4 separate regions of the Rattus norvegicus genome follow, and regions 1, 2 and 3 are each linked to region 4. The links are chromatin contacts, called in public Hi-C maps. All regions are on one chromosome and are shown on one strand. The core of a region is the stretch at or near the end of the contact, and the rest is flanking DNA. Distances in the headings are between cores, read along the strand shown. Region 1 holds the start of Tmem168 (transmembrane protein 168). Region 2 has its middle 24 kb from the start of Tmem106b. Region 3 holds the start of Bmt2 (base methyltransferase of 25S rRNA 2 homolog). Region 4 has its middle 11 kb from the start of Tas2r7l.

Region 1 (6,706 bases), core at 865-3,364, 280 kb after region 4:
TTCTGAAATTTCCCTTGGCTTCTAAAGTCTAAGAATCCATATTTTTTCAAGAAATCCATGATTCTCTTGAAAGTTATTCATTTTCAAATCATGCCTTAGACACTCAATCCCAACCCTAGGCTTTGAGCAATCTCAATTGCGTCCACATATTATGTAATTTTGAAAAAGACAATACAGCTGTGTTGTTGAAATAGTTTGCAGCCACGTTCTTAAAGGACTTAGTTTTCAAAGTTTTTTTTTAATCCATTCGAACCTTTAAAAACAGCCTCAACAAGAATTGAAAACAAATTTAAAAAGCATTGTGATTGTTTTTACTTGAGCTGCCTTCCCTAAAGATTTGATGGAAAACTCCAGAGGCAAATAAAAACAGATCACAACAGAGTCAATCAGCAAGTCATTGCTAAAGTCCATTAAAAAAAAAAAAAACTCAGGCTGTGGCTGTAACTCAGAAATCATGCTTAGTATTTGGTAGGCACTGGGTTTGACCCCAGTAGTACCCCAACCTTCAATCCTATCTACTTCTTTAACCTTCTTCCACATTTCTTCACCCGTGACTTAATCCTCACCAGTTCTTGGTTTTTCTTTTTTTTTAAGCATCTCTTTCACATTTTTTTTCTACTTTGTATCCCCAAAATCACCACCTAAATTTTGGTGACAATAACCTCATTCTTGAATGTCTTCCCCCCCCCTTTTTTTTTAATTTCCCCACCAACTTCTGCCATTCTTACATAAAGTGTGCTTTAAGAGCAAATTTTACCTTGCTATTCTCCACTATGCAAATTCTCTAATGGCTTTCCACCGCCATGGAATTACAGTCTAAACTCTTTCAGTGCCTTATAGGGCACTTCAAACTGGGCAGGAATAACTGCCCCAACTGTTACTGCTCTTCTTCTCACTTTTTATTCCAAGCACACTGACACTTCAATTATGAACTACATAAATGCCATGCCCTCTCTGGACACACTCCTTTTCCTCCCATCTGCCCTTTATCTGTCAAACTCTTCAGGTCTGGGCTTAAAAGTATTTTCTTAGGAGAATCGCCTCTTGACCATTCCCTCTGAAATGGAAAAGTAAAACTACTCTTTTTTCTTCACCATTTGTTTAACGTCTGCATTCTTCACTAGGTCACAAAATCTCGGGGGAGATCTGTCTTCCACAATGAGTGCTCAGTATCAAGTTAACATTCAATTTGTTAAGATTGGGGGATGGGGGAAGGACTAATAATAGAAACAACTACTTAAGAAATGCAGATAAAATAAACAGCTTTCTAATATGCCATAGCTAGTACTAGTAGTTAAGGGAGATTCCAGAAATTTTTGGTTTGTTTGTTCCTAGCTTTACTCCAACCTTTACTGAATTCACCAAATTTCTTCCAAAACAGAAAAGTGTCCTCCCCGTGTCCTAAGACAATGGACTTTAAAACATAGTGTATTGCTTTCATAATCTTTCAGAAATAGTCTATTTCTGTTCCAGCTAGGGGAAGTGTCAAAACCTTAAAGAACAACACTAAGCAGTCAAGAGTTGGAGAACTGCATTTGTTTCTCTGAGTTCCTGCTAGTAACTCTTTCAGGCCACCTCTTAACTATAAGAATGGCAACTCGGACTCTTTAAGTGCCTCCCGTTTGAACAGCTATAGTAACTTTTCTCCCGTTAGGCCTCTATCTAGGGAGAGATGGAGAAGTGGGGCTGGGACCTGGCTGTTCGCTACCCCTTAACCCTGGGACAAGGCGACACAACGAGACACCCGGGTCGGGGCAACGAGGGACACCGAGGAACGCCCTCCCTTCGCGGTCGCCGGTCCCAGGCTGGCATCTTGCCCACCGGGAGGCCGACGGGGCGGGGCCTGGTCCGGTCAGCCGGACCCTGGGCGGCGCCCCAGACCTCAGCCGCCCCGCGGCTCTCTGATGCCCCTTACCTGAATCAGTGGTCGCCACCGAGCCTCTCTCCGTCCGTTGCGAAGCTTACAAAACAAAAGGGCGCGAAGCCTCCAAGTCAGAACCTGGAGGTGGTGTGGGGACCTGAGCCTGAGGCCTCCCGCACTAGCACCACAGGGCCTCGATAGAAACTTTCTCTAATACGGACACTGCCGCCATATTTCCGCCACTGACTGCTGGCGCTACGGATCGCCGTCAGGGTCAACGCGCGATGCGCGCTTCCTTCCCTGGCCCGGCCTCCCAGTGGCTCTCCACGCCCAGCAGCGAGCCTAGAGGAGGCAAGTGCTACAAACGCTATGGGGAAAGCCAGCAGCCCCACCCTGGGCCTGGATTAACTCCTACCCATTATTAGCAGCAAGAGCAGGGAACCGGAAGACCACCACCGAAGATCAGGCCTCAAAAGCAGCAAGGTCACAGTTTAGGAATGGACTGAAACTGGGGTAGCAAGAGTGGGATAATTGCAAGTGGACTATAAATATATGTAGAAGGCGTGCGGCTCTTTCATATAGGTGGTATAATATATGGCTTTGCATATGCTCATCAAATCTTCAAAGCCTGTCTCTTCTTGCCTCAGCCTGCTTTTCTAATTAAGTTCGCCATTAATCCCCATCCTGAACATTTTTATTCTACAGCCCTAGCTGTCCCTGGTCCTAAGCGACCTTCAAACACCACAGATGACTTAAATTTGCACTCTGATGGCACTTGAGTTAACATAGTGATACTGCTGAGAACCGCATTTCACTGTGGAGTAGCAGCCTTATGGGTTGAAATTGGTATCTCCATCTATGAAATGGTAACAAAACCTTTCTCTTGTATTGGGAGTATACAAGGGAACAGTGTGCCCCTCCACTTAACAAATGAGTTTTAAAAATATTCAATACCTGTAAGAACATGTCGTTAAGGAGGTCTTTATTTAAGACAGTCTCCATAAGTGTAGGGACCGCTATAAATCCATCTTGCCACGGAGAGGAGATAATGGCTTCAATTCAAAAGAGAGCTTGTAGAAGTGGGAAATTAAAGACTGGGATCAGGGGATAGGGAAGCTTGAGCGATAGAGAATCACAATAGCATTAAGGGAGATAAGAGGCATAACATCATTGTTGCTAACACAGCAAAGGTTACTACTTGTTACCTAGAAAACAGGGAGATAAGAAAGAAAGCTAAACTGACTTAATAGCATTCTTCGTTAAAAACTAGATTTTACTAGGGAATACAGAGTTGAGCCCGAAAAGCAGGTTCTGAGTGAAGCCTGAATAGAATATGGCCAGGCAAAAAGCATGAAGACCCCTTTCCTCTCCTACAAACCCTTTCTTTCTAAAAAGTTTCTGCCTGCCTTCTGATTCTGTTTCCAGTTGCTTGCAGCCCTCATATAGGTCAAAGCATTTCAAAGGCCTAGTCCTCATGTGTAAACAAAGACTGATAGCATCTATCCAACAAGGTTCTTCTATGGATTTAGGGAGGATGTGTGTTTTAAAAATACCTTACGACCTTTAAAATGCCTTATCCTTTCAGATAAAGCTCAAAATCCTCAAATAGGGCATGTGGGTGTTATCTCAGTGGTAGAGTTCTTACCTAGCTTGCCTGACGTTCTGGCTTAGAGCAAGTACGACCAGGAAGGGGGGAGGGGAGAGAGAGAGAGAGAGAGAGAGAGAGAGAGAGAGAGAGAGAATGTTTTATATAAAGACAAACTCCAGTTCAAACTCCCCCACACTCCCCAGCTCTGTACTGCAGCCTGTTTTCACTTCCTCAAAAGTAGCCCCCCCACCCCATCCACTTTTTCTCACAATTACATTAACATAGTTCCTGATAGTCAGCATTTTAATGTTTTTGAAAGGGGGGATCAAATATTACTGACCCTCACTAGCTCTCAACACTAGATAGATAGATAGATAGATAGATAGATAGATAGATAGATAGATAGTTTTATATATATATATATATATATATATATATATATATATATATATTAGCGTTATCTGAAGGGTTTTGTTTTCCATGCCTCTTAATGGTATAGTCACCCTGGAGACCACTGAGGACACCAGAGCTCTGTTGAAACCCGTGAAGCGAGAGCTGTTTCCTCCTGGTCAAGAGAATGGAAGGTGCACCTGACCCTGGCTGGAGACCTGACTTTTGACCTGCTCCTAAGGTTGGAACGTCCATCCCATGCTCCTAAGGTTGGAACGTTCCATCCCACTGTCTCCTCCCTTAGGAGTCAGTGAAGCAAGCCCTGCCTATTATCTGGTCAAAGGACCATCCCTCGGGACAACAGCATGCCAAGGCGATGGGAGGAATAATTACCCTCTTAGTGAGATAAAGTGCTTTTCCTCCCCAGAAATCTCAGCTCCTGCAGAGCCCTGCCATGGGATTTAGCTGCTTTTCTGAGTTAGGAGGTTTTCCTTCTTCTTACTTTTCACACAGTGCCAAAAGCCTAAGCATGCATTCTCTCAATTTGGGGTTTTTCCCTGTTTCTCTGAAACTCTCATCATTTTTTTTCCTGTAGCTCAGTTCTGCCATGGGCTGTTGCTGACCTCCATTCCTGAATAGGTCCCCCTAACTTTAGTGGCATGGCTTTCTCTGTCTGTCTCCTCTATATCTTTCCTCCTAGAAGCTACCAACCCCGCCTGCCCTACTTTCTCTCTGACTTTAAGATAATTGTCCTTGGACTCCAGAATTCACTTTGAAACCTTTTTATTAAAACTGAGAACTCAAAGAAAGAATCCCAATTTCCCTGGTACCAAATGGGGCACAACATGGAGTTCTCCAAATTTTCTGGTAGCACCAATAAAGTGAGAATCTCACCATTTTCATTTAATAAATGCAATGTATTAAAGCGGTTGGGACAACTGCTACATCTATAAGATTGAACCAGTCTCTTGGATTCAGATTTCACGTATGAACTGAAATGATTGCCTGTAGGCTTAATCCTGCTTCCAAACCAGACTACCAAATCTATCATTTTGGGCTTTCCTAACTCAACGATACTGTATTCACTTCCAATTCAACTTGCCTTGGACATATTAAACATTTTTCTTTTATTTGCTTTATGCCACCATCTGAACCCACCTTGGAGAAGCTCCTACCATAGGAGTGCAGTGGCTGAAGCTGAAATGACAAAAACTATTCAGTTGCCTGGCTTTCACACTTGACAGGGTGGTCAGTGAATAAAGAAAGGACAGACACAAAGACACACTTAGAGAAAAGCCGGGATCAGGGAGGGCACGTGCTCTGATGGAAATGCACGGCATCCTGGAGAGCTGGGGCATTTATTATCTACCTCTGAACAAGGAGCAGGCTTACTGTATACTGATTGTGTACTGGAGGAGTCCAGGCAGTTAATCTAAGTAGATGGCCTCTGTTGGTGAATAGTTTAAGGTTGTAGTCATCCAAGAAGGGGAAGCTGTGGTTGGTAATTTCTGTAAACACTAATTTTAGTTAAAGGTCAATTGCTCTTAGCCATCTGTACTAGAACCAGAGGATTTCCAAGCATCTAAGCCTGACTTGCTGAAGGCCTGGCTACTCCCCTGGGTCTGAAGCATGGAGGTTCTTGACATGGCCATGACCATTTTAACAGTACACATCCTCTCAGGACTTCCTTCGCTCTCCACAGATTTGTTCACTTAATCATGAGTACCACCAGAGAGATGATGACTTAGAAAAGCTTCAGGTGCAGGAATGGAGTGGATGGAGCTAAGCTCTTTGGATGGTAGTGAGGGGCATGGGTGTTGTGGCATCTGACTTTCATTATTAGATCTGAGGTGCCCATGCTTGACAAGTACAGCCCCACTATTCCCTTTTGATCACTTCTATAGGCTATTAAACAGTCTGTGAATAGCATCGTGGCCAGTTATAGACCTCCTGTACTAATTATCCGACTGTAGTATCTGTCTATGGATTTCTAGACCTAGATCCCCAGAAGTCCTTTGAGCTACCAAATATCCTCTAGCAAATTTATTTTCTACTTGAATCAGCTATTTCTACTTAAATAGCAATGGCTGTTTTGTGTCACTCAGTACTAAAGCTCTTTGAAACAGACTTCTTCCTTCTCAAAAATGAACTTATGACTTGTCACCTTGTTTCCCGATGTTAGTTATCATTTCTGTATATTTTAAAAATATTTTGCATTTGATGGTTCATAAATCTTTAATCTGTACAATCGAGGGTGGTTAATTTGAATAGTTGGGTGCACAAATACTGAATCAATGTCATGATGTAAAAATCTGACTACAGATTTTATATTAATTAACATAAAGGTTTCGAAGGCATGTTTTTCTGTGGAAGTGGGAAGTGTTTAAGATAAGTACCTCACTATCACATCACAAAAGCAGCTCTTCCTTCCCAAGAATCAAGGCTTGGGAGTCTATGAGGAAGAGGAGGTGGAAAGATTATAAAGCAAAGATAATAAAGTGTCTTCCAGATGTAGCGATACTGATGTACTGATAAACTGACAGAAACTGTGGCAGCACTCACAAGACCCACACAGGTACAAGCCAGACAGGGTCTCAGCACAGAGATGGGGAAATGGACATCAAGTCCCACCCCTAACCAAGAAGCTATTTGCTTCTGGTACCTACTGGCAGAAGGAAGATCAGTGTATCAGTGTTTGGCAGTGGAGCGTCACTGCAAACACATTCCCAATAGCAGGCCAACACCAAACAAACTCATGGAGGTTTTTTTTCTTTCTTATTTATTAGTGTTTTGCCTGTTTGCTTTGATTTTGTTTGGAGGTTATTATAGTGTATGTAGAGGAATGTTCTTTGATTTGCTGTTATTTT
Region 2 (6,443 bases), core at 204-2,703, 280 kb before region 4:
AGGCCAATGTTCTGCGTTAATCAGTGTGCCTGCATCCCCACATATGTAAACTCATTGGAATAAAGACCATTATTGCTTATGCTTGTTTTTCTAGAGTGGTGCTTAACACATAGAAAATGCTCAATACCATTTGTTTAGTGAACAGATGGAAACACTTTGGAATGATTCTTAAGCCCCACCCACTGATTAGCATGAAACAATAAAGACTAAGTACACATAACAGCAAATTTCATTACAAATTATACTTAAGATTATAACTACCTATTGGATAATCTTGAACTCTCTGTCAAATTCTGCTTTCTCCTGTAAACAAAAGTATTTAAGAATCAGAAAAATAAAATGTGAATTGTTCATTATTCTTCAAAATTTAGAATGTATTTTCTTCCTAGAAATATCTCCTATTGTATGTACTTCCCTATGTTCTCTGTATTTGACTTGTTTTGTAATGGGAAATATCAAAATGAAAAGTATTTGTATGTGAACAAAACATATTTGAAGAACTTCAGAATTTTGGCCAGGAAGAATTAAATGGTGCATAGTCTATACCATAAAATATTAAATAGAAACACATTGTTAATTCTTGATTTAAAGAGTGAGGACTTGAGTTAGATATGTTCACAGAAATGGATTCAAGAGTCCATTTCGTGTTGTCCAGCTATATTCCTGGGAAAAAGCCTCGAGTGTGGTTGACATACCTTGTCAAACTCCACTGAAGAAAATCTGTTCCCTTTCCTAGAAGGTATCAATTGTAAGTAGCTTTGAGGCTAGGGTGCAACTTTGTGCTACTACTAAGTGAGATTTTATCTGGTTTGAACCTGTGCAGGGTTTATGCATGCTGTGTCACCGTCTCTATGAGCTCATATGTGCGTTGGCCGTTTTGGATCAGAGACAACCACCATGCTTGGCTTCTTGACTCCTTCTCTCTCCCGTTCCATATAAAACCCTGAACCTTGAAGGGAGGGATTTAATAAGACGTGCCATTTAGGGCTGATCACTCCACAGTCTCTCACTCTACATTGTCTAGCTGCAAGTTTCTGTGTTCGTTGGCATCTACTGTAAGAAGTTTTCCTTATGTAATGGAATCGGGAAACTTACTGCTACAGTTCTCACAGATTCCTGACTGAAAACAAAACAAAAGCTAAATAAAAGTCCTACAAGGCATGTTTATAGAAATGTACCTTGAGTGGTTATTCCAGTCAAATTCTGGAAACAGGAATAGAATGATGAAATAGGCAGAACCTTTCTGACACTTGTTTTTCCAAGGCTTGTTTTTCTGCCTGAGTGCTCTGGTTATTACATACTAATGCCTGATCTCTTGTGAAACTCTCACCTTGTCAGAATGTCAAAGCTAGAAGTGATCTCTGTAATTTTCCATTAGTCACTGGGTTGTCCACTCTAGCAGCAAATTATGCCTCTTGGCTTGCTTGACTGGTGCCAAAGTCTGTTAAATGTTCTCTGTGTTTTGTTTGCTTTAGTATTTGTGACTCACAGTACTTCTGCCAAGTACTCCATGAGTTCTACAAAATATGTCAGTGGAAATAGATCAGCTGACATCATAGGAATAATTATATCTAACAAAAAGTTCAAGAAAATCCATAGAAGTGTGGGAAAATGCACTTCCACGGAGACAATTAATTCTCACAATAATAAAATAAAGAACTGGTGACCTGTTGGGTACCTGACATTAGCTAGGAAAGATGATTAATTGGTAAAAAAAAAAAAAAAAAAGAAGAAGTGGGGGAGAGCATAGTCAGAAGATGATGAGCACATTCCAAGCTGAAAATGGAACAGAAATGAACGGCAGTGCCAAGAACGGCACATAGAGAAGAGCAGAATTCTAAACCTGCTCGTTGCTGGCATAGTTGGCTGTATGCTTTCCTAGCAGATGGCATCATGACCCTGATACATATCCATCCTAGTAAGCATTCTGGCCTATGACCCAGAGTAAGATCCCGGGATGGGGGTGGAGGTGGGGCTGCAATAATTTTCACTAGCTGACCACAAGGGCACACTTTTGTTAAATTATCCCCACAAGTCTGTGGAACAGGAGTCTCATCCCTCTATTCCTGTATTCCACAGCATCTTCTAAGTCCGTTTTCAGACTAAGACTTATTTTCCGTTCCTAAATTATATATGTTATAGAAATTCCTATTTTCTCTCAGTATCCTTGTTCTACCAAATCTTTTTTTTAAATCTTTAGTCTTATTTTTTTGTTTTTGTTTTTGCAATCTACTCATTATCCCCCTTTTGGTCTGCCCTTCAGTAGTTCCTCATCCCATTCCTCCTCCTCTATCTCTCCAAGAGGATGTCCCTATTCACTCCTCCCTAACGCACCCTGCCAACGGGTTAGGTGCTTCTCTCAGAATCCAGACTTGGCAGACCTCTGCTGCATGTGTGTTGGACTTCATATCAGCTGGTATATGCTGCCTGGTTGGTGAATCAGTGTCTGAGGGATCTTCAGGGTCCAGGTTAGTTGAGCTGCTGGTCTTCCTATGGGGTCACCCTCCTCCTCAGCTTCTTCCAGCCTTTCCCTAGTTCCACCACAGGGGCCCCAACTTCAGTCCATTGGTATCTGCATCTGTCTTGGTCATTTGCTTGTTGGGCCTCTCAGAAGATAGCTGTGCTAGCTCCTGTCAGTTAGCACACCATATAGCATCAGTAATGGTTCCACCAGAGCTTAAAAAAGGTTTAGAAAATGGTTAATTATAAGAGAAGATTTATACATTAATTTTCATGACATTAATTACATATATTGGATTATACAGTTTTTCACAATAATTATCAAATCAGTGTATACAAGAAAAATGCATTTATTTAAACATTACCAGCATCAACTCTGCTCATTACCCATCTCTTCACCTTAATCTATTTTTCAAAAAGGTCATTTCTTTCAGGTTTGTAGTATGTAATGTTAATGTTTATTTCAAACCCAGTATATTAAGTATGGTTTTGCATGCCAGTAACCTTAGCACTTCAGAGGCTGAGTTATGAGGATAATAAAATAGAGGCCAGCCTGTATGACATATCAAGTCTGAGCCAGCCTGACCTACATAGTAAGTTCCAGGACAACCTAGAATATACATAGGATACTGTCTTAAACAATAGAAGAAAATGTCATCTGTCTTCAGTGTCATGGAGCAGAGCTGTTCGAAGTGTCTTTATGATAAAGATACATAAAAGGTAGAAAAGAATTTAAATGTCCATACATTTCAGTTCAGTGTTCATAAAGTATGCAGCTATGCAAGATCAAAAGGAGTAAGAGAGCCACAATCGAGGAAAGTAAGAAGAACAACAAAGGTCAAAGAAGGTGACAGCAACAGACAATATCAGAGCCGGGCAATCTGGATGAACTGTTAAAACAAAGAACAAGGAAACAAAAAGTACCCAAGCAACTGATTCTGAATACTAACAAGAGTTTGTAGGTTAGCAGTATCAAACAGGTCCCTATAATAGTGAATGTGGAAGCTCACTAAGGAAACAGTGTCTGAAGAACTGAGACTTAGAAATTAAAACAAAGCAAAAAACTCAGAACATTCAACGTGGAAGATAATGCTGTGAGAAAGAAGAACGGAGATTATAATACATTGTAAACAATTTATACAAACGTAAATTTCAGATATTAAGCAGCCAGTGCAGTCAGTTTGGATAGTCATGTTCAACTCCATAACTACTAGGCAGAACAAAATAAGGAACTTTTGCACAGGTCCACAAGAATTCTTTTGAATGTCAACTTCTCCTGCTAACTGAGGTGAGTGATCACTTTCCTATTTGTATACCATGTATTTGTTTTGGCTTTAAAAATGAATGTAAATGGAATATACTATATGCATCCTTGACATTTCATGTTCCTTGACAAAACAAAATTATTTGCATTCATATGCTCTTGTTACTGAATGGTGCTTTTATATAAATGCAAAATTACTCGCTTGAGTCACTTTTTCCTTCTATAGTGTATGTGGGGCTTCTGTAGACATGTTTGAGGAAACGGTGTTAGAGGAACTAAGATTTAGAAATTACAGAGACCTTAAATAGTCACCATTTCTTCGTAAGAACATTTATTTCAGCTAGGGTTTTATTGCTGTGAAGAGACACCACGAGCAAGGCAACTTTTATAAAAAACACAACATCTAATTGAGGGTGGCTTAAGAGATCCAAAGGCTCCATTCATTATCATCAAGGCAGTAAGTATGGTAGCCTTCAGGCAGACATGAAGCTGGAGAAGGAGCTGAGAGTTCTACATCCTGAAATGAAGGCAACCAGGGCAGAATGGTATCCTCAGGCAGCTAGGAGAAAGCTAGCGCTCATAATGGGTAGAGCCTGAGCATAGCCCACTGCCACAGTGACACACTTCCTGGAACAAGGCCACCCTCCTAATATTAGTACTTCCCATGGGCCACGCATATCTCAACACCCACAACAGCCAAACTTTTCTTATCTAGCTATTTAGAAATCTACAGTACCCTATTGTGTGGTAGATGACAGAACCTATTCTACCAGTCTTCTGCAAGATTGTGTGCACTAGTGGGCTTCTTCCATTCTGTCATCTCATCCCTGCTTCCTAGCCTTTGGTAACCATTCTACTCTTAGTTTCTATGAGATCAGCTTTTACACTTTTCTCATGAGCGATGTCATGTAGTGTTTTCTTTCTGTCTATGGATATGTATAATATGTCCCAAGTTGACCCGTTGTGACAAATTACTGGATCTTCATTTGTTCCTGTTTTGTTCTTGATATCCCATTTGCAGAATATTCTGTTTATTGATGGCTTTTTTGCATTTTTATTTTTAATTAATTTTATTTATTGACATACCAACCGTTGTCACCCTCTCACCCACCCCACCCCCAGTTCTTCACCCCATTCCTTCTCCCCTTTGTCTCCTCCTAGTCCCCATATCCCCCTTCATTGGGGCCTCAAAACTTAGGTGCATCTTCTCCCACTGAGGCCAGAACAGATAGTCCTCATATGTGCCAGGGGCCACAGTCCAGCCCATGTGTGCACTTTGGTTGTTGGCTCAGTCTCTAGGAGCTTCCAGGAGTCCAGGTTAGTAGAGACTGTTGGTCTTCCTATTGGGTGGCCCTCCCCTTCAACTTCTTCAATCCTTCCCCAAATTCAACCATAGGAGTCCCCAGCTTTCAGGCCAATAGTTGAGTCTCTGCCTCTGTTTCTGGTTGGGCTTCTCAAAGGACAGCTATGCTAAGCTCCTGTCTGAAGCAGATCATAGCATCATTAATTGTAGCAGGCCTTGGTGTCCTCCACATGAGATGGATCCCAAGTTGGGCCAGTCACTGGACCTCCTTTCCTTCAGTCTGTTCCCCATTTTTGTCTCTGTTGTTTAGACAGGAACAATTCTAGGTCAGAAATTTTGACTGTCGGTTGGTAACCCCATCCCTCCACTTGGGGCACTGTCTGTCCACTAGAGGTGAATTCTTCAAGTTTCCTCTTCCCACTGTTGAGCATTTTAGCTAAGGTTACAACTAGCTGAGTCCTGAGAGTCTCTCACCTCCCAGGTCTCTGGGACAATCTAGAGGCTTGCAGTCCCCCCCCCATCTCCCACCCCAGAAGATGAATATTTCCATTTATTCTCCTGGTCCTCTGGGCTTCTCTCCAGCACCCCACCAACCTGATTCTGTTCCCCCTTGCCCCTTGCCGTCCCCATTCCCATCCAGGTCCCTCCTTCCCTCTGCCTCCCATGATTATTTTGTTTCCTCTTCTAAGTGGAATTTAAGCATCCTCACATAGGCCTTCCTGCTTGTTAAACTTGTTCCAGTCTGTTGGTTGTATCCTGGGTAGTATGTACTTTTTGACTAATATCCACTTATCAGTGAGTATATGCCATGCACGTCCTTCAGGTCTCAGTTACTTGACTCAGGACGATAATTTTTAGTTTCATGATGTGTTTAATTTACAAATTTATCCACTGTTGTTTTCATTATCTTTTCAAAGTTATATTGCATATGTATAATAATATATGCATTTACTTATATACTTACTACTATTTCTTCTTTTGTCTGTATAGTAGTAGCAATCAGGACCAGGACTTAGATAGAGCATGTCAAACAAGTGCTCTATCCACAAGCTCATATTTTTAGTTAATATTTCTAGGGCAAACACTTTAAAATATACATTTCACTCACCCATACAAAAATACTGGTTGAGTCTTGACCATGTGCTGAGTCATCTAGAGAATTCTGAGAATCTATATACAAAGATAAAAATGACTTTTCTTACTCTCTGCCATGTTCTCCTAAACTAACTAACTAAATAAATCCCTGGAATTATCTAAAGAGTATGAAACAGTATGCTGACAATGTTTTAACACCCCAACACAAACAGAAAATTGGGAAATTAATATGCAGATTAAAAATATAAAATTTTCACATATACACCATATTAGCTTTAAGTGTCCATTTAAGTTGCTCGGCTTCTATTTCAAAAACAGGCC
Region 3 (7,044 bases), core at 1,526-4,025, 370 kb after region 4:
TGTGGCATTTCCAATCCACAATCAGAAACATACACAAGGTAAACTCTATTCTACCCTATATTCTTTATCCTTACTTGTGTTCTTACTCTTCGGGAATTGCTGTTTCCCTTTTCATTCTACCCCAGTCTATTTTTCATTACCAGAATATCCCTGAAAAAATACTAAACTTCCATTCCCACTTCCATTGTTCCATTTCCATAGACAGCCCAGACCCATCAACTTAGATCCTTTTTCCTTGCTCAACTTTCAGTGTTACTTCCTGATCTTCGTTTCTTCTGTAGTCTAACATTATGTTACCAATACTAGGATGAGAGATGAGACGGACAGTCCATTTCCCATAAAATAATGATAAACTGCCTCAGTTTCACCAAGTTACTTTGATCTTTTTAGGACTGAGTTTACTAAACTATAAAACTGAAATTATGAAATTTGGGATATACACTAAATAAATCTCCCTAGTATGCGTCCTGTCCTTTATGGAGATGCAGAGACTATAGACCTGAGATAAAAATATAGACAATTTAAGATCAGCCATGTTTGAGAATCATTAATGAAAATTATGGTTTCCTATAGTCTGACATTCCAAGGTTTTACGTTGAGAAATTTTACTGTATTCCCTGGTAAGAAAACTGTTATGAGCTTATAGAATACATTTATGACTGGAGACCATCAGTACAATACTATGCCCGGAAAGTAAAACACCTAAGTCATTGATGGAATTCAGGGCATTAAAATGTCAAAAGATTTGCTTCATGCAAATGCTTAGACTGCCAGGACATCTCAGATCATTTGTTTCTGAACTCCATGCATTGCTTCCCATTCTGGGTATTTCAAAGGATCAATCCTCATTGTGAACCAAGTGTCCTCCTAGCTAGAATTTAGGCTTAAAGACATGTTTAAACATGTGAGACTAAGCACGCATAAACAGCAGCTTAAAGAGATAATGACACATTAGCAGTGTGTTAAGTGGAGCCTATTCGTTTATGAATAAATGAATAATGAATAACAATGAAATTATTACAAAAAGGTTAAGAATAGAATCCGAATTATACACTAGCCATTCTCTTTTAAAAGATGTGCCATAAATTTGTACAAAATGACATGATAAATTGAAGAAAATTGGGTCCACTTATTTCCTCATTTCTTCAAACAACATAAAAACCAATAGAGAATGCCATTATGTAAGTGCATTTTGTGACTATCAAGAATGATGCAACTGTTGCTATGGTAACCACTCATTTTATTGAATTGCGGTTGGGAATTAAAGTATTTTCAATAAAAAAAATTCAATACCTTAATATGCTTGCCAAGGCTTTTCTACTGGTACCTATCAAACAATAGCTATTAGCCATCTTTGGGGATATCAAATGGTCTCTATTAAAAGCCAGCTAAGTTGTCAAGGAAAGAAACTTTGAATGGTGTTAAAAATAAAACACATCAACGACACTCAAAGGAAGATAGACTTGACTGAACTTTCAGAGTAATTGAAAAGTGTACGTAACTGAAAAGTGACATGATCTCACAAGTCTTTGTTCCTTCACTGTCATAATTTTTCTTTTAATCTAAATTATTAACTAGTTAAAAGACTGACATTAGAACCCTGCTGAGTTTTCATTTTGCAACTAAGCTAAAGAAAAATCCACTGAAAGTAGCCCATTTTAACACTCAGCAGAATTTTTTTCCCCTGAACATATGAAGAAAAATGCAAAGTATCACCTTCCAAGTCTTATAAAGTTGCTTTGTTTGTAAGCCCTTCTTCACAAAATGCCAGGATAACTCATAAAATTCAACTATAGACATTGTTCCGGCAAATGCGCAAGACAGAAAAGCTGCCTCCATGAAGGAGGGGGCTGTACCTATGGCCAGCTTCAATGGCATCCGTGTCTTTCAGAGTCACTGTGGTTAGAGATAATTCAAAACTGTACAGTATTTTAAGAACCTGTCCCCGATCTCTTCCTGGACTACCTCCATAAACTTGAAGATGGAGCTGCGGTGGAGGGAAGCTACCTGCCACCCTTTCTTCCCCGTAAAACACGGTGAAGCACCTTGAGATCTTCTGCTGGGCCTGCTGACTTCGCAGCCCTGGACGCCCAGGCAGGGGAGGCCTCAGCACGGCCTTGCCAGGGAGCGAAGAGGAAGAGGGGCTGTTGCCAAGCCGGCTGAACAACAGGCTGGTCCAGCGCAGAAGAGTGAGGGGCAGCTTCGCTCCTGCCAGTCTCTCTCCTTCGTGGATTTTTTCCCCTGTCTTCGGGTCTTACCTGAAAGCCCCTCCCTCCCTCTGAGTGTGTGCTCGATGACAGTGGTCTCAGCCCACCGCTGGGGACAGGGCCTAGGCGGGTGGCGACTGCCCATTAGGGCTCCGGGAGCCGATAGCCCGTGGCCGGCTGGTCGCGGCCTGGGCAGACGTGCCGCCCCCGTGTATGTCAATGGTGGCCTGTGAGGCTAGAAAGAGCTGACCCAGCCGGGGGACCCGCCTCCCCTCCCCCGCTGCCTGTTTACCTTCGCGGTATTTCTTGCGGAGCCGCCGGTGGACGCTCTTCACCACCCCGGACAGCTTCTCCTGCTCCAGCTTCCGCTCCTGCTCCCGGGGCTGCGCGGCGTTCGGGGGCCGCTGTCCGCGCGCTGCGCCTCGGCCACCCGGCCCCGGCTCCATAGCGCTGCCGCCGCTGCCGCCGCCCCTCGGGCCCCGCGGTCTCTCCCCGGACGGAGGAGGTGGGGAAGGAGGAGGCAGCAGCAGAGGCAGCAGCCGGAGGAGGCCGAGGAGCCACAGCTAAGGCCTCGGGGGCGGTGTCTTCTCAAGAGCGCAAGGTGATTGGTGAACTTCGGAGGGCTGGGTGGAAATGGAAAGGGACAACGACCAATGGGCAAAGGGCAGCGGCGGAGCGCCGGGTTGTTTGGGAAGGAGCAGCTGAAGGAGGCGGAGAAAGCACTGGGCTCCTTGCCAGGCCACGCCCCGGATGCTGTGCGGAGGAGCCCGGGCTGCCTAGGGGAGGAGGCCTATGGTGTGGGGTGCGCTTGCGCCCCAGAGTTTTTTTGCCTAGTTGAGCTTCATTGTACGGTCCAGCTTTGGCACGTCTCCCAACTTCCCAAGCCGCTGTGAGTTTTGGTATGATGCCGCCAGAAGACGCAATCTACCTGAGTTCCCGCTGCACCCTGTTGCACCTATGAAAATTCCCTTCTACTAGATACCCTTTGAAAACTTGACTGCTGCGCTGGGTTTTACTTTTCAAGGAGTCCAAACTTGCAAGCCTTCTTTGGGGTCAAGGAGAGGTCAAACTACCAAATCCAGATGTAATTCTCTTAGCTAACCGTGGTTAATGCCTGGCATACTGCTGCTGGACTAAAGACAACGAATTGGGGGAAAGAAAGATCCTAAAAAATAATAGGAGATGTGGGACAATCAAGTTATAAACACAGAAAGGCCATGTTGTCTTCCCGTAAAACTTCTGTATTCACCATAACAATGGGTTACTGGAAAACCTACACTGATTGTAGATCATCTCAGAACCCACAAAAAAGTCTGCTCAGGTGGCCTCTCATTGTTTTAGACAGTACACTGGTGGATGCAGAATTTAGTAAATGCCTCTCCTTTTCTACCTCCTTTCATATGTGCACAAAACTATTAAGGGGATGTGATTGCTGACTTCTTTAAGAAAAGTGGAAGCCCGTTCTCCAAAAAGAGGCTGCTTCCGCTCTGTGCTGGTACCTAGGCTGCTGGAAATGCAGCAGGCAGAGCGGGTAATGAATTGTAGCTGATTGTGCACTACCTCCACTTTACAGCTGTTGGTTACATTACATAGTATAGACATTGTTGCATTTAAACTTTCAAACTTTGTAATCTTAGTAACATTCTCTTTATGCTACTGTGAGGTCCAATGGAAACTCTGTTTCCCCAAATTCTGTTGGTTAGACAAAAAGACACAATCCTCAGGAACTGGTGAAGCTGATTCCCTTCTGCAAAACGAAACCATTTCTTTTACCCTCTGCAGATGTAAAATTGTTATCTGTGGTGTATCCCAAAGTGCATGTTGGCCTCCAGGCTTCATCAGCATCACAAATACCTGTTACACATTTTAGTGTCCATGGCTCTTCTCTGCTGTTCTCACCCCACCACCAAACTTTCTCCAGCTCAGGAGCTCAGCTCCTTATAACCCTGGTAGTTCATCAATGCTCTTGGTCTTCTCTTTTGCCTTCTCTTGGTTTTCCTTTCACCTCCTGCCCCACTTCTCTTACTCTCTACTCTGCTCCTGCTTCTCTCTTGGTCAGGTATAGTTTGCTGTTAATTCTTAATCTACTACTTTGTCTCTGCTCTGGATTCTTACAGAAGCCTCTGCCTGTTCTCTCCTTCATATCTACAATACAAACCTTCCTCTCAACCATGGAGTGGAGTGGTCATGAAGTGTTTATACAGTAACGATTTCATGTTACTTCCTAGGTTAAGATGATCCTGACCAACAAAGCATTATACATACTTTCCAGATCACAGGAGCAGAAATATTATATTGATGAAGTGGCTCAAACACAGACAGAAATAAACAAACTTCAGAAGAACAATTGCAATCATGAAGTGAAATTATGAGAAATAGCAAGGAACCAGGGAGGGGGAGTATTGTAGCCTCACATGGGGAAATTTAATTTAGGAAGAAAAGAGAACTTGGATTCTTTAGCTTTTCTTCTTTTTCCACATATTAAAAGCAAATTAAATTGAAAATATTTGAAAGCTACATGGCAATTTATAGTAAAGTTAGGTATATATGTGAGTTGTACTAATTAGGATTTATTTGTTTAATATGAATTTTTCCACTTCCACCTAGGAAAGTAAGTCTAATAGTGCACTTATTTATTTATTTGTTTGTCTGTTTATTTTTACTTATGAGTTTGTGTTTGTGTAAATGGGGGCAGAAGAATACATTGGGTTACTAGAGCTAAAGTTATGTATATGTAGTTGTGAGTCACAGTAGAAGTTGGGAATTCAATTTGGATTCTCTGTAAGAACAGCAAATACTGTTAACTGCTGAACTATCTCTTCAGTCCAGTGTTTGATTGTTTCTTTGTTTTGCCTTTTCAAACTTTGTTTCACACTAGTAGTAGATGAATTTTTTTTTTGAGATAAATATTTTTATTATGATTTTGCAACCACAATTTGAGAGAACATAGCATTATTATATAACACTCCAGTGGACTGACCAAGTTTTACAAGACAGGTTTGGTTTGAGTGCACAGCACCACAGAATAGTTTTAATGGTCTCTGATTTAGACATATACAACTGTGATAGGGCAATTTTTAAGACCTTTGAAAACAGTGGTTCTTAACCTTCCTAATGCTGGGACCTAGTAACATAGTTTCTAGTGTTGTGGTGGCTTCTAACCATAAAACCATTTTCATTGCTTCTTCATAACTGTAATTTTGCTACTGTTATGAATTATAATGTAAATATCTGTGTCTTAGGTGACCCCTGTAAATATGTTATTAGGTCACAAAGAGTCACAACTTGCAACAAACACTATGTTAAAAGGTTAAAAACATTGAAGGAAATTTGAGCAAAAAGGATTAAACAAAACTACCAGTTTTACCAGTGAGATGAAACAACATTTTTTCCTTTGTGTCTATGGATTAATTTCAAATGGTTTGTTACTAAAATGGATAGTTGGTAATCTATTTTATGAATAGCCTACTATTTTATTAGTTAACCCCTAGTCACTTCACATTTATGTTGTCTCCACTTTTCTCCATTACAAATCATACTACATGTGTTTGGTTTTTAATTTGTGTGTGTGTGTGTGTGTGTGTGTGTGTGTGTGTGTGTGTTTTAAACAAACCCCATTAAAGTCAAATTTCTAATTCAAAAGTTCATACCTATCAAGCATCTTGATACCTGTTGTCATTTTGATACCTTTTACACATGGGTTAGGAGTTTATGTCACTTCTGGCAATGAAGGTGGATATTATTTTCCTGCACCCTTCCCAGATAAAAAGACTACTACTTGCTGATTATTCATAGTAGTCTTTTTAAACTCCCTATTTTAAAACTATAAGGAGACTTCTTGCTATTTCTTAAGTAATTATTCTGTTTGTCATAAAATTAACTTAACATTAATATAAGAGGAACATAGTTATAGTAAGCAATCATTTTTCAAGAAATTTGAAAAAAATTGTAATTTGTTTTTTGACTTCTGACTTTCTTAAAAAGAAGCTCAAGAACTGGAGGTTGAATAGTTACATTTTACTTAAAATTTGCATGAGTTTATATTGAGCCTTGACTTATATATCCTGGAAAAGACCAAAAGTGAGCGTTCTTAATAAGACATGGCAAATGGCATAGATCACACTATGAAGGAAGTTTATAACTACCGTTCTCCAGGCTAATTGGGTAACACTGGGTCAGGCTGTACATCTGCCATGGTAGAAAAGGAAGAGTAACAGGTTTTCCATCTAATTAAAATAATGGATGAAGAAAAGCATTTGCTGTACCATATAGGTTTAGTGTCTTAGTGAACAAGCATACCCTGTTACATAGGCACATGGAAGGGATGAGTCTGGGAGGTAAGTGTGTCTCTAATGCCCTTAGGGAAATGGTAAATACTGTGACCTTCAGGACAGCCCTTAGGGCTGTGGGAAAGAACTCTAAAAGCATTAGTTCAAAAATATATAAATAAGGTTTCTCAACTGTGCAAAAATATAAGGATACATATGAATTATATGAGGGGCATCACAGACCTAAAAGAAGAAAGGGAGCTGCAGAAAGATATGAGTTAGCTTGTCAGAAAGATATTAGAGAAGGAGATAAAGAGATTTTCGGAGTGGTGATGGCAGGGCAAGATTCCACCCAGCTAAGTTCATTGTTTGTGCTTACAAAGGCAGACAGATCTCTGAATACTTTTTGCCAGGTTAAAAAAAAATGTGTACCTGTTGTCTTCTAAGAATCAAGAGGCTAAGCTCATAAAATGCTAATTCATAGGATAATCAACAGGGAACCTGGAGTAAATGATTGAAATGACTAGTAAATAGAAGACTGGGCTTTTGGTCTGCATGAGATGAACTAG
Region 4 (6,556 bases), core at 1,641-4,140:
GCCATTTCCTTTCTTTATAAATTATGGAGAATTTCAGATGGTGAGACGATCGCCTAAGCACAGGGTCTGCCATAACCTCCTGCTTTAGAGACTAACAGAACTGCACAGTAGAAAGTTTGCAGGCTTCTGGTGTACTGGGCTGTGATCAGCGCTGTCCCTGAGTCACGAGGTTTAGAAAATAAGAACTTCCCAGCTGTTTTCTGTCGTTAATAAACCAGATGTGTTCTCTGGAATTCATGCCTCTGTGTGTCTTTTTTATCTTGCTCTGTTTTCTCTTTTTGCCTATGAAATTCCCTGCATTAGAATTTGCCATGATTTAAGTCATTCCGCCTTTCGGTTTTCATCTTTTATGTCTGAAAGTTGAATGCACACAATAGTTATGGCCAAATTCCACCCATACATTCTTCTGTCTCCGTCATTTCTTTCTCTTTACTACGCTCCCATTCTTAGCTTACTGACTTAATCCTTTCAAAACTCTGTCCTCTCTCCTGTAACTTTCAGTTGTTTTGGATTACTCCCAACCTAACGTTTGTTCCTCAGCAAATAAAGTACTTAAAGTAGAGGGTGGTATTCTTGAAGGCTAGAAAGTACACTTGTGTGGGCAGCAAGCTTACACAGAACAATGTGTAGGTTTGGCTGCCTTGATCTCTGAAGACTCGGGTGAAGGGTGTGTGGATCAGCAGCCTCAACTGCCATTCTCCAGACAAACGCCCTGTTGCTCTTCTCATAAAAATCCCTGCTGTTTCCTCTTTTCAAACCCTTTTCTCTGTTGTTATTTTTTTTTAATATTTGTTCTTCCCCAGCGCACCGTGTGTGTGTGTGTGTGTGTGTGTGTGTGTGTGTGTGTGTGTGTGTGTGTGTGTGTGACATAAACTACATGTAAAGCTGAAAAAACAATTAGCAGGAACCTGGAACCATACAGGTGGGTTCCAGGAATTTGCCTCAGATCTCCAGGTGGTGACAAACACCCTCACCTGTTGAGACATCTTACCAGCATAGCAGTGATCTTAGGGCTAACAGCTAAAGTATATTCTGATGTGGATGCAGAATAAAGAATGACAATTTTTAGTTGACTCTGTCTTCTTGCAGAGTCCCTATCCCCTCTGGGCTCTTCAATCCTTTCCCTAACTCTTCCTTAAGACTTTCCCACTGAATGTTTAGCTGTGGGTATCTGTATCTGTGTCAATCAGCTGCTTTGTGGAGGCTCTCAGAGAACAGTTATGCTAGGCTCCTGTCTATGGGCATAACAAAGTGTCATTGACAGTGTCAGGGATTGGTTCTTGCCTATGGGATGGGTCTCAAGTTGGGCCAGTTACTGGTTGGCCAATTCCTCGGTCTCTGTTTCATCTTCGTTCCTGCACTTCTTGAAGGCAGGACAAATTATGGGTTAAAGGTTTTTGGGGTGGGCTGGTGCCCTTATCCATCCACAGGGAGTCCTGCCTTGCTATAGAAGGTGACCACTTCAAGCTCCATATCCCCAACTGCTTGGAGACTCAGCTAGAGTCACCCTCATAGACACCATGGAGCCTTCCCCATCTCAGAGACTGAATCATCAGCCAAACAGCATGCATTTGCTAAACCTATGCCCCACCCTGCACATATGCAGCAGATGTGCAGCTTGGCTTTCATGTGGGTGATTCAACAACTGGAATAGGGGCTCCGTCTGACTCTTGCTTGTATGTGAATCCCGTACCAGTAACTAGACTGCCTTGTCTGGCCTCAGTGGAAAAGGATGTGCCTAATCTTTCAGTGAAGGTGGGGTGGGTTGGTACCTTGGGGGATCCTCTCCCTTCTCAGAGAAGAAGGGAAGGGGATGGATGAGGGACTGTGTGAAGGGAAACAGGGAGGAGGGGAACTTCAATCAAGATGTACAGTGAGTAAATTAATGGAAAAATAAAAACTGTTTAAAAATGACAATTTTTGTCACTAGGTGGCAGGATTTTACTATGGTCTTGATTCTCAGCCATGTTGGCAGGTAGAGAAAGAAATTTAAGTAAAAAGAATTGAAATTGCTATAGAAAATGACTCTATACCATACCACATATCGGTTCAACAGAATTTGGGTTTTGCTGCGAAAGTATGAGATTGCATTTGATGGAATACTTAGGTTCCTCATAAAACAGTCAAAAGTTTTCAAATTTCAGAAAAATCATTTCCAGACCCTGAAAAACACAACTAAAATGGATATGGATTTTATATCATGAATATGTTTACTTTCTGTAGGTTTCATGCTTTTTGTATATCTCTCCCTTATTTAATTCTACATTATCAAAGCATTTAGCATGGCATGGCAGAATTCATTGCAATTTGGTATTTTACTCTTTAAAGACTCATTGTGAACCTTGTAAGGGCCCTGGCTTCTGACCACAAAATGGCTTTCTATGAAGACACTCATCTACTTGTCAGAATTTGTTATTTTGTTAACAATGTCTTTATATATTAATACTTCAAGAAAGAAAATTCAGTGTAGGACAAAAGAGCGTCTCAAAAGTATTCTTTTCTGACAGAATAGTTCTTATTAGGTCTCTACTTTCTGTTTGGGGAACATCTTAATCTGAATCTCAGTCTCCTTTGTCTGCTTCATTTAAATGTTGTATTGAGAGAAATCCTTGTTTTTCATCTAACAAAACCCAATTGTCAGTCATTATCTGTAGTTCTAATCAGGAAACGCAGTTAAGTATTATTTTTAGACTTCTATTTGACCAAGGCATTATAGTGCTTCCATTTCTGTCTAGTTTGCCTGAAGAAAGGGTTGATTTCTCCATAAACAGCCTCCATTTTTTCGTTATTCATTGATCTTGTCTTCAACCCTCTGGATCATACCCTTACCCTTTTCCCTGGATCTTTTGCGCGTCATAAAGGCCTCTGTTGAAATCTGAATTCAACTCTTGCCTCAGCAGGTTTGGGTCAGGCTGTGTGGTTAATAATTAATTCCTTGCCTTAGATAAAGGTCAGTTAGATACTGTTTCGATTAGTGAGTCCCTCTGTAGTCTAAATTCCCTAGTATCATTGCTACTTCAAGCATATCCTAGGCCTCTTAACCTTCCTGTTGTCTGGGTAGTTCTTCCAGTGCAGACATTGTCTTGCTTTCATAAAAAATTCAGAGACTGAAACCTATTTTACAATAGAACAATGCAATAGAACAAAGCTTAGGTATGTGCTAACCCTTGCATCACCCAGCGGCACTCTCCTATATAAAGAGCAAGCTGGATGAGAATATTCCTGCCATGCTGATGCTTTTAGCAAGTCCTTGTCGGACAGTTATTTTTATGCCTGACATTCTGCAAAGTACTGAGAACACGCAGGTACAGGAGATGAGTATGACCTCAGAGTGAACAGCTAGTGTGAGGGAGAAATGAGTAAGCTGTGAAGACAGTTCAGAGAGGAGAGTTCAGATGGGAGATGCTCAAGATACCATGGGAATCCAGAGAACGGGAGGCTAATCAACACCTGGGTAATCAAGGAAAGTCTATAAATTACTGTTGCTGTGCAATAATAGGCCTTGGGAGTGATTTCACCTCCTAGTTATGCTCAAATGCCTTGTGGATCAGAGATTTGTGAAAAGCACATTGAGGTCAGTTCTCTGAGGCAGTGTCTGGGATCCCTGCCAGAAACACTCAAATGGCTGGGGAATGGAATTGTGGGAGGTGGCCCAACACACAAGTCTGGCACCTGGGCAGAGACTATCAGCTGCAGCACCTACACATGGCCTCTCCATAAGACCTGAGCTTCTTCACAACGTGAAAACTGAATCCATCGGCAGCTGAGGACTCCAAAGAATATGTTTAATGAGAGAGGTTGCAGCCATCTCTGGAAAACTCAATATGCTGCAAAATAGGTAGTGTGAAAGCTAGCTGCGCAAAACAGTAAGGTGTTGTGGAATATGTGGAGCTAAAGGATTTATAGAATCTACCTGCATGAAATAGAGGTGTTCCAGGCAGAAGGAATAAAACAGGTCCATTCCTCCAGTCTAGGGATGAATTGCAGGGAAGCAACTAGATGGAGCTCAGAATAACTGTTCTTCAAGTATGGGAGGAATTGGTAAGGGATGAGCCTAGACAGGAAGGTGGTAGTGGTGCCTAGGAAGCAGATCCTTTAGGCCAGGAGGAATCATCACAAGTCTTTACAGAAGACATTCAAGCTAAGGCCTGTGCTACACTAAAAATAATTGTTTTGGATGGACAGGAGAGTTGCCAAGATTAGACAGAAAAACAGTAAGCATAAGGCTAAAAGCCTGTTGAGAGGCTTATGATTAATTTCAAGTTTGAAGAGTGGGGAAGGGTCACCCTGGGGTTTGATAATTAGTGAGGAGGACTGACGGTATTCATCAATTATATTCAATTAATTCTTAAGGTTTGCAGCAACGAAAAGATACACATCAGTGGTTCTCAACCTGTGGGTCACAAACCCCCTTTCACAGACGTTACATATCAGATAGCCTGCATAACAAGTATTTACATTATGACTCATAATAGTAGCAAAATTATAGTTATAAAGTAACAACAAAATAATTTAATGGCTGAGAGCCATAACAACGTGAGGAAGTGTATTAAAGGGTCCTGTAGGAAAGTTGAGAATGACTGTTATAGCTCAAAACAAGCCCGTAGAAGAAAGTTAGGAATCAAGGGTCCAAATGAGCTCTAAACAATACCTTCCAGTGTTTACAAAGTAGTCATGGGCAGAGTGGTAAGTGGCTATGACATGACAATCCCTATAGATGCTGCCAACCAAGGAAGCACACGGAGCCCTCACTGTCTGGGATTTCCACTGAGGCCTGATCCTGTCGATGCAGTTGCTCATCTTCACAGCAGTCTCTCTGGAGACGGAACTGACAACATGACCAGTAGCTCTGTCATCCTTCACACTGATAGTTTATCTTCTGTGGCCCAGGTCTCCAAGGTACAAACACTTATCAGGGAGAACTGTCATTACAAGGAAATAGAGATTGGCTTCCACAAGCACAAAGTAAAGGTTCCATCTCTCTGGATTGAGAGCAGTTCTACTCTGGATAATAAGGAGATGGTTAGTGAATAGAGAGTGAAAATCAATTTGGTGGTGATCGAGAGCAGAGGTGCTGCTGGTAAGATAGGTACCTGGGTTGCAAGATGATGACCATGGGGAAGAAATGGGGTTGTTAACTCAGGTTTATGTCTTCAGATGAGAAGTCTACATCCGAGAATGTTAACTGACTTCAAAATGGTAGTGGTGGCCAAAGAAACCCACTGTCATCTGTGGAAGGAAGGGAACTGGTAGCAGAGCTAGGAGAATGACTGATGGGTAGACCCTGTAGTGGGATGGAGTTCCTAGAAAGTTCCTTCCCTGCCTGCCCTGCTCTGAGATGAGGAAATGACCTTGAAAGATCTCCTCCCACTTCTAGACGTTTTTGAGGAACTACTCTATATAGTATATCTAATAGAATTCAACCTTATTGGAGGCATTCCATCACCTTGCAAGATAGGTTTTATTTACTATAAAAGTGTGAATTATTTTCTAGTCGATGAATCCAATTAACATGGTTGCAATTTATTTTAAAGAGAATGGTAGTTTTGCTCAATTTTAGTTCATAATCTCTCCCATCTCAATAGTACCTGATGTACAATTCAGTCTTTACCTGTATCTCTGGTATACAAATCTCAGGTCAGTTTCTTGCAGCAACTTGTTAATGCTCAGTTCCTTAGCAGGAAACTTTGCTTAGTAATAGCCATTACTTAATCTTAGCCTCAGTCTGCCTTTCACCTTTTCCTTGTAAAAGTGCTTTGGGGAATTAACAAAGCCAAGATGCTGCCCCTAGGTATGGTTCTGCACTTTATGCTTCTCTCAATAGGTAAAATTTCCTTCCCAAGACCCTGGCTCTGCCTCTACAGAGTGATTGAGTTGCCACTGTTAGTCTGATCTCCTGAGAGTGGTAACTGTAAGGTTAGCAAAAGCCACCAAAGCCAGGGATTGCAAGGAGGGATTGCCACAGAGCTTTCAGCAGATATTGCTGGAGTTATGAGAACAAGTACAGGAAACTTTCAGCAGGATGACATAATGCTACCCCCAAAGTGGTGCCTCCAAGCTTGGTGCATCCGTTCCCCCAAACTGGAAGTCACCCTGTTACATTAGTCTTGTTTCTCCCATATCTATAGGCAGCCAGGCACTTTTAACATTATGCTATGTTCTGTAAGGAGCAGATATTTCCTTTATACCCTTTCCCAGCTACCTAAATAGAAATCACATTACTGAGCCTTACTAATTCCTGTTACTAAATGTGGACATGTGCCACAGACCTTGACTAGACAAGTATATCTTGCCTGATGTTGTATCAATTTGCTTCCACTTTTAAAAAAATTCTTTATTTTATTTTTTACAGTCCAGCCTTTATTCCTACCCCAGTCTGCCCTCTGACTTCCCCCCACACACACACACATCCTCATTCCCAAGAGGATGTGTCCACCACCACCACCCCCCCGCCCTTCCAGACCTCTCTACTCCCTGGGGCTTCAGTCTCCTGAGGCTTAGGTGTGTCTTCTCTCACTGAGGCCAGACCAGGCAATCCTCTGATGTATATGTATCA

What was found. A called contact is a pair of places that touch in the nucleus more often than the background predicts.
Region 1: a contact with region 4 is called in a Hi-C map of liver, with 3 times the contacts expected there. The contact joins the promoter of Tmem168 here to the enhancer-like site in region 4. A contact is called at or near these places in 2 of 12 Hi-C or Micro-C datasets (the A7r5 cell line and liver).
Region 2: a contact with region 4 is called in a Hi-C map of liver, with 3 times the contacts expected there. The contact joins two enhancer-like sites. A contact is called at or near these places in 2 of 12 Hi-C or Micro-C datasets (the A7r5 cell line and liver).
Region 3: a Hi-C map of liver shows a contact between it and region 4, with 4 times the contacts expected there. The contact joins the promoter of Bmt2 here to the enhancer-like site in region 4. A contact is called at or near these places in 4 of 12 Hi-C or Micro-C datasets (the A7r5 cell line, Schwann cells, kidney and 1 more).

Annotation. Positions count from the first base shown.
Region 1 is chr4:42,822,740-42,829,445 of GRCr8, forward strand. Tmem168 (transmembrane protein 168) reads right to left here and starts at 2,115. Exons shown (of 5, transcript NM_001014054.1): 1 at 1,916-2,115.
Region 2 is chr4:42,267,323-42,273,765 of GRCr8, forward strand. No RefSeq gene overlaps it. Among named protein-coding and RNA genes, the nearest start is that of Tmem106b, 24 kb to the right of the region's middle. Within about 2 kb of position 1,454, at least 33 of the 93 cell types and tissues checked have an H3K27ac peak or open chromatin away from gene starts, as enhancers often do. A contact at or near this core is called in liver, where this site is marked.
Region 3 is chr4:42,908,771-42,915,814 of GRCr8, forward strand. It overlaps Bmt2 (base methyltransferase of 25S rRNA 2 homolog), which reads right to left and starts at 2,776. Exons shown (of 5, transcript NM_001109221.3): 1 at 2,500-2,776. The coding sequence starts at 2,653.
Region 4 is chr4:42,543,356-42,549,911 of GRCr8, forward strand. No RefSeq gene overlaps it. Among named protein-coding and RNA genes, the nearest start is that of Tas2r7l, 11 kb to the left of the region's middle. Within about 2 kb of position 2,891, at least 7 of the 93 cell types and tissues checked have an H3K27ac peak or open chromatin away from gene starts, as enhancers often do. A contact at or near this core is called in kidney and liver, where this site is marked.